Linked DNA regions of Mus musculus: region 2 is linked to region 1. The links are chromatin contacts, called in public Hi-C maps. All regions are on one chromosome and are shown on one strand. The core of a region is the stretch at or near the end of the contact, and the rest is flanking DNA. Distances in the headings are between cores, read along the strand shown.

Evidence for each region. A called contact is a pair of places that touch in the nucleus more often than the background predicts.
Region 2: a contact with region 1 is called in a Hi-C map of liver, with 3 times the contacts expected there. The contact joins the promoter of Myo1b here to the enhancer-like site in region 1. A contact is called at or near these places in 1 of 39 promoter capture datasets (liver), 9 of 484 Hi-C or Micro-C datasets (the C10 cell line, granulosa cells, liver and 1 more), 13 of 115 datasets of contacts at active chromatin or transcription factors (bone marrow-derived macrophages, cardiomyocytes, embryonic stem cells and 7 more) and 3 of 9 other capture datasets (adipose tissue, liver and pancreatic islet).

Annotation. Positions count from the first base shown.
Region 1 is chr1:51,854,333-51,858,067 of GRCm38.p6, forward strand. All of the region lies in intron 3 of Myo1b (myosin IB), which reads right to left. Among named protein-coding and RNA genes, the nearest start is that of Myo1b, 60 kb to the right of the region's middle. Within about 2 kb of position 2,074, at least 45 of the 459 cell types and tissues checked have an H3K27ac peak or open chromatin away from gene starts, as enhancers often do. A contact at or near this core is called in extraembryonic endoderm stem cells, hepatocytes, liver and 3 more, where this site is marked.
Region 2 is chr1:51,914,077-51,917,811 of GRCm38.p6, forward strand. Myo1b (myosin IB) reads right to left here and starts at 1,902. Exons shown (of 31, transcript NM_001161817.2): 1 at 1,685-1,902. It overlaps Gm33795 (a long non-coding RNA gene), which reads left to right and starts at 2,086. Exons shown (of 3, transcript XR_001778914.2): 1 at 2,086-2,428; 2 at 2,665-2,847; 3 at 2,922-3,735.

The DNA.
Region 1 (3,735 bases), core at 824-3,323:
CACTTTAAGTGTGACAAAGGAACAAGACAACACACTCTGTATGTTGTTAACCAACCATCTTAGGTACAAAAGTAGGGGGAGGGGGAGACAACCACCCTCTTGCTTCTTCAACAGTGAATACTCAAGAGCCGACAGGTTCCAACTTACGACAACTGAACATGAGTTTTTAAAAAAAACAAAACAAAACCAAACAAAAAACTCCCTGGAGAACTGACATACAACAGAGAGATTCAAATGCCACCTAAAACCTCTCAAGAAGATCTGCACCCCTGTAAACCCAGAGTGACTGAGCGTGAGTCACGGGGATCCAATCCTGGGAACGGAAGTTTCCATCTGCATGTGGTATATGGTACTTAGCAGGCATCCAGATAGCATGCTGAATGATGGAGTCAATGCTGCTCCCTATGGCTTGCGAATGCCTCGTTCTTGGCCTTTTGTAGTTACTGATTTAGTGGTGTCTCCTGCAGCAACTCTTCATTCTTCACAACAAACTCATGTACACATCTGCAGAACTTAGCATATGCTCGGGATGCTAAGTCATGTCTATTGGGAGAGAGTTCAAGTCTTTCCACTCAATGACTGGATTCCTCACAGGCTAGAACTGACTGGAACACACCCTGAACCACAGAGTAACAACAAGCCCTCTTCTTGGGCTGTCATCATGGAGCCTGCTCCCTTTCACATGGGTTTCAGCTCCTGTAAGCTCATCTCAACTCAACTCTTAGGCCTGAGTCTCCCAAGTGCAGACCCCAAACTCACTTTGCTCATCTCCCCAAAATGGATCAGGGTCACTGTTGGCCAGTCCCCACCCTGACAAGTTCCAATTCTATCACACAAGGCCTACCCACAGATCAGAAGAAAATTTCTTTGATGAAAAACAATGGAACCCTCCCTAATACCATTGAGGGAGGGCTTCCTGGGAGTGTTCTACCTGCCTCGATGTCAAGGAAACAAGAAGCTAAGCCTTTCTGAGGCTGGGGCCTTGGGCCACTCATCTGATGAAAAGGAGCATTTTCCCAGACTGAGGTAAAACTTCCCAAGTCTCATCAGAGACCAGCAACATTGACAGGAAATAGTCTGTTTCGTTGGGAACCAAACTTTACCTTGGAGATTGTATCACTGAAACTATCTCTAGGCTGCGGTGAACATCTGATGTATGCTCAGCTTTACAAACAGCCTTTAGATAAAGCCTTTCAAATGCCAGATGAGCATTTGACAAGAAACAATAAAACGTCTCAACAGGCATCTACAATTAAGGTAAGGACTCTGGGACTTCCTAGACATACTAGAGAGTTTCTACTGACAGATACATTCTTACATCACTATAATTTTTACGACAAACGTATCTGGCTGGCATCCCACTGACTTGAAAAGCTTCAAAGTCTGAAAGAACAAATAATTAACTGTGGTCTCCCTCTAAGACCAAACAACATCCCTGAAAAGGAACTGTTTGAAAAGCAGCTCCAGGCAGGACACCGAGATGGCTCTGTAGCACTTGCCAGCAACCCTGATGACCAAGTTCAGTTTCTGGAGAGAACTGATTTCCTGGAAGCTGTTCTCAGACTGCCACGCCATGCCTCCCCCTAAGTAAAATAAATAATTGTAATTTTAAAACTAAGTAGTCCCAGGAAGGTAGCAGACGCCTGGGGGAAAGGTCTGAGATTCAAAAGTGAGAGTTCAATTTGTAGAGCATTTTGTAGAAGTGGAATATGCATCAGGCCAGGTCGCCTGGCTGTGGACCCAGCCTCAGAAGCTCTTCCGCTAGCAGCTGACCTTTGAACCATGGCCACTGCAAAAATTGACGCTGTAACTCTGAGGAGATTTCCGGTTGTTCTGAACCAAACAAAGATCTCCAAAGATGTAAGGCAAACACCATGTCTGCCTTCTCCCTCCTATGACCTACATACACCACCATGTATAAATGTTAAAGGCTGGGTGTTTGGCCATTTTCAAAATGGTGTTGCTATGAGCGGGACGTTAATCTGAAGTGTCTAAAACAGAGAGTGAGTCAGCACTCTGATTCCATCCTGACATGTCATGCATGCACGGCAGAGACACAGAGCCAAAACCTCCGCCCAGAGTCCCACATACCTGTTCACACAGTTTCAGAGAATGTGACCGCAGAGATATACACTGTAAGGCTACGACTGAAAGTCATCTTTTTCTTCTTTCACTAGAGTCCCGTTCCCTATCCTCTTCCCTTTCCCCTCCTAGCTGGTGGTGTGCAAGATTTCAGCCTTTAAATACATTAAGTCAAAATGTTATCTCCCCAGTGAAAATGAGAATTTTGTTCTGTTTGTTGCTGCATCCCAGCACCTCAGAGAGGGCCTGGAGCACAGTAAGTGCTCATCAAATATTTACTCAGTAAATGAATAACATTTCTAAAGCGGCTAAGTAGACAGTGTGATAGACGGGAAAGGACAAACATCTTCCTACATACAGTGTAGTAGAAGGCACTAGAACAACTAAAGGTTCAATTGCTCTGAAAGGAAAATGAGGGCAGCAATAATCACCTGACCCACGCCCACGCTCCTCAGGAAAAAAAAAATCTCTCTCTATGCCACTTATCCAACCAACCAAAAATACAGGTCATACCCGAGAGTTCATACTATAAAGACTATCACAATCACAGCTTTCATGCTGTGCCATAGGAAAAATATTGATCATGTAAAAGGACAGCGGCCAGGTCTCTTGCAGAGGACCCTTAACCTAAGCTCTGTGTGCCCAACTTCGTCATCTCCACATTCTGAGATATGATCAGAATGTTCTTGATAGCATTTACCTGGCTCGACTGGAGTGCAATAAAATGACAGGCCAACCGAGTACTCAGGACACACAGGCAACCTTGCTATGTCAAGCTGGAGGCATGCAGTCCTAAAGACTCAGTTTGATGCAAACAGGGGGGTCAAAGGTCACAGAGACATGTCTGTGTGACTGACACTAGCACCACCTAAACTCTCCCAACTAATGACTTCTGATTTTTTTTTAGGTGAGGATAATAAGAAAAAATTCAAAGCCTTAAATCATTTTTTTCTAAATTTTCAAATTTCTACTTACAAAATGGAAAGATGGCTTACCTCAAATAGTGCTTGCAAATCTTACTGTGATATGAACAACACAACTTTATCCCAATTCAAGGAGGATGTGATTCCGATCTGTCCTGGACTGTGCCCATCAGGGCGGGTTCTGACAGTAGCATGATACAGACTGCCTTCAAGAGGCTCTTGGGCAGAATGAACAAAACGAACCACCTAAAAATACTCAGGGTCAAGGGCACTATAAGAACATATTGCCTTCTGATAAAAATGAAAATTTTCATCATGGTTCATGACATCTGACTAAATGCCCCTGTCTTAGTCAGGGTTTCTATTCCTGCACAAACATCACCAAGAAGCAAGTTTGGGAGGAAAGGGTTGATTCAACTTACACTTCCACACTGGCAGGAGCTGATGCAGAGGCCATGGAGGGGTGTTATTTACTGGCTTGCTTCCCCTGGCTTGCTTACCTTGCTTTCTTATAGAACCCAAGACTACCAGCCCAGGGATGGCACCACCCACAATGGACCCTCCCACCCTTGATCACTAACTTAGAAAATGCCTTACAGCTGGATCTCATGGAGGCATTTCCTCAAGGGAGGCTCCTGTCTCTGTGATAACGCCAGCTTGTGTCAAGTTGACACAAAACCAGCCAGTACAGCCTCCCCAATCCTATCAAAAAAGGACTTGTTTTCAATTA
Region 2 (3,735 bases), core at 652-3,151, 60 kb after region 1:
TATCCTTCTGGAACTCTTGATTCCAATCTAGGACTGGGTCACTTTAACAAACACCCAATGTTACTCCTAAAAACAGTGAGAGAGAGAGATTCACTGTCAGGCAGGGTTCTCTCTCTTACTCCCGTAGGCTCACAGGAAAGCCCAGAACACTTGAAGTCATGACTCCAGTACACAAACCCACAATGAGTGTCGGGTGGGTCTTTTCTTTCTTCTGGGACCAATGAAAAAGAATCTTGCATCATCTTACTCATTTATTTAGCAATCTGATTTCCTGGTGCTTCCCAGGCCCCAAATGTTCTTGGAAAAGCATCCTAACTGAACTGTATGATAACGGAGAAAACTATTTTTTGTCAAAAATGGTTCTATACACACCTAACAGGGTGTGGTAGTGCACACCTTTAGTCTCAGCTCTCAGAGGGCAAAAGCAGGCAGTATCTCTGAGTTTCAGGTCAACCAGGGAATAAACCATGTCTCAAAAAGTTTTTTGGTTTTTGGTTTGGTTTTGGTTGTTTGTTTGTTTGTTTGTTTGTTTTCTTCTTAGACAGGGTTTCTCTGTATAGCCCTGGCTGTCCTGGAACTCACTTTGTAGACCAGGCTGGCCTTGAGCTCAGAAATCCGCCTGCCTCTGCCTCCCAAGTGCTGGGATTAAAGGCGTGCACCACCACGCCCGCTTTGGGGTTTAGTTTGTTAGCCTATCCGAGCCACAATAAAATCCACAGATACACATGCACACATATATCCTGATTCATTGTGAAAAATATTTCAAAACAAAACAAACAAAACAAAAGAAGCCCTCTTCGTCCGTTATAAATAACAAGATCTGCCTTCAGCAAACTCCCATAGCCAGAGCCTAGAACTTCAAGAAAGAACAGAACTTGCTGCACCAATTAGTGCTAGGCCGTAGTATGAACAAAGCACCGCAAATAAACTCCACAGGCCTTTAGACAGAAGGTTGTGTTTGTAATTAACTCCAACGCACTCTCATTACCCCCTCCCCAGAGCTCCACCCAGCCCAGCGCCCTGCAGGGCTCCCGTTCCCAGTCTGGTTTCCATTCGAGCCCCGCCCCCTTCCCCTTGCCTCTCTGGGACTGTGAATCAATCCCATCCCGGGCAGGAAACGGGACCCGGGGCAGCCCCCTCCGCTGTGGCGGAACAAAGGAGCGGAGCGCAGCTGCACTCGCAGGGCGATCCATCGGGTCCGGTCGCCCCTCCGGGTGCGCCGCGGCCGGGGCACACCGCACCTGAACCCCACTCCCCAGGACGCCCCATTGTTCCACCTCCGCCTCCACCTCCGCTTCTCCTTCCCACAGGAAGCCATAAGCTTGTCCTTCCATAGAACCTGGGGCCGGGAAACTCCAGTGGGCCAGAGGGATGGAGGGGGATGCGAGTGGGCCCGCGGGAAGCAGGGTTCCCCAGTGCCCGTAGGTAGGAAGCCAATAACACAAAGTGAGAGAACAACTTAGTTTGTAAGCCCCTTCCCTCTCCTGCCGCCCCCGAAGCCACACGGGGCCGCGATCACCCTCGACGACCTCGAGCGCGCGTGGGTTCACGGTGGAGTGCCTCCGCGCCCCACAGGAGCGCCCCGGGAGCTGATGACCCGGGATTGCAGGCTGCGGCTGAGCCTGGGGCCGCGCGCACAAAGGCACGGGCGGGAAGGGAGCCGGCACGGGGGAGTGCAGCGTACCTCGCCCGGCAACCGCTCGGCCACTCCGTCTCCGCGTGCTGCTCGCTGGCCGCCGCCTGGGGAACGCGGGTCAGATCCGATGCGGGGCTTGTGCCACAGTTGCTGCCGGGGATCCCGCGCCGCTCAGCCGACCGTGCGTTCAGTGCACCCACACCGCGTCCGCCGGCTGGGCTCCGAGTGCGCTGGCTAGAGGCGCGGCGGCGGCGCGGCCACTCCCCTCTCCCGGCGGGGGCGGCGACCTCACCGCCCGGACGCGCCCCTCGCTCCCTGGCCGCGGTTCACCCAGGCGCGCAGGCCGCACAGCGCCCCCCGGTGAGCACCCGGCGGGCGGGGACACCCAGGAAAGCGCACTGGCCCTTCACCTTGGCCACTGCATGATCCGCGAACTGCAGACCAGAGATGCAGAGCCGAACAGCTGCAAGAGCCTGGGCGCGAACCTCAGCAGAGAGAATATTCTTCTCCACATTGCCTACCCTCCTAGGTCCAAGTTTGGGTGCCCAAAAATATCACAAAATGACAATTTAATGGAAGAGAAAATGGCCTGCCATGTGAGGCTTTTATTGTCTCTGTCACTGACATACATATTGAATATACCATTAGGTACTGAGCAATGACTGGCAATCACTTGGCCATGGTAGAGGGTCTGAAGACTCAGGACTCCCAGCTTCTCACTCCAGGTGTCTTCACCACGCTGGGATTCGGGACAAGCCACATGACCCTGGGTCTGGCTTGTTCCTGGAAGAGGTAAGGGTGTTCATCAAACTTACTCATGGGGTGAGGTGAGGATTACATGGCTGGGGTGTTAAAAGCGCGGCAGACACAGTAATTATTACTCATGAATCTGACGACTTTATCCTATAATGAAATAAATTGCCATAAATGGGGCCAGGTTTAAGTGCACTGACCTATATCTGGATACTGTCACTGAAAGGAGGCGAACCAAAGATTTCCAACCTTATATAGTCACTCTGTCCCTCCAGCACAGGCCCCAGGACTTCTCAGAGGCTACCAAGACCCTCCTCTACAAACTGACCTGCTGGGAATTCTAGCATCATTGACGGAACCAGCATCAGTTAGGTCTTCAGTCGGCATGGTAATGGTTTAAGCTAACATATTTTGAGTAGTGGATACAATTTTATTTAATCTTCACAAAAACCTGTGAGGTAAGTTACTTTTCAATTTTTGTTTTTGAGGCCAGGACAAACAAAGTCTGAGAGCTTTTTTTTCTTCCTTCCAGCTTATATACAACTATGGAGAACCTCCACAAATTCTTTGGTACACCTCTCATTGAGGAGTGCCATTTGATTGCCCTCCTCTTGAATACAGGCTGGACTGAATTCTAACAAATGGGATACAGTTGGTGGTATGACCAACCCAGCTCTCTCTCTCTCTCTCTCTCTCTCTCTCTCTCTCTCTCTCTTTCTCTCTCTCTCTCTCTCTCTCTCTCTCACTGTGAGGGAGCACACAGAAGCCAGGTATAGCCATATATTCCAGACTAAGAGTGCCCGCATCTGCTCACTGTCCCAGCCATGTGGCTGTGTGAGCCTTAAAGTTGACTTAGTCACAGTCACCTTATACTACATGAAGTAAGACCTAGAGTGAAACCCCAGCTAACTCAAGTCAGTCTCCAGAAACATGAAGTGAAGGAGGGTTTGTCATTGGTGACTTGGCCTAGTGGTAGCATAAATGATTGCCTCCACCACAGCTGACCAAACAAGCTACCCTAGACCTTGATAACTTAGTACAGTAAAGACACCGCTCTCAGCTTCCAGAGAAACAAAATATAGACCTACTACATGGCAACATGTTTTAATATGTGCCAGATCTTTGGTTCCATCTGCTTATAGCAACTGGGCAGCAACAGGACCTCTGAACCCTCCTGGCCAATCTATCTTCTTCAAAATACAATGACAGGTTCATAAACTATAAGTCAGTGGCTTGCAGAGTAGGGACAGGAAACTTTTGAGTCAGGAGTCTGTGTATCATAGACTGGCTTCAAACTTACTGTAGCCTATGATGATTGAACACATCTCCTTTGCCTGTGCTCACCT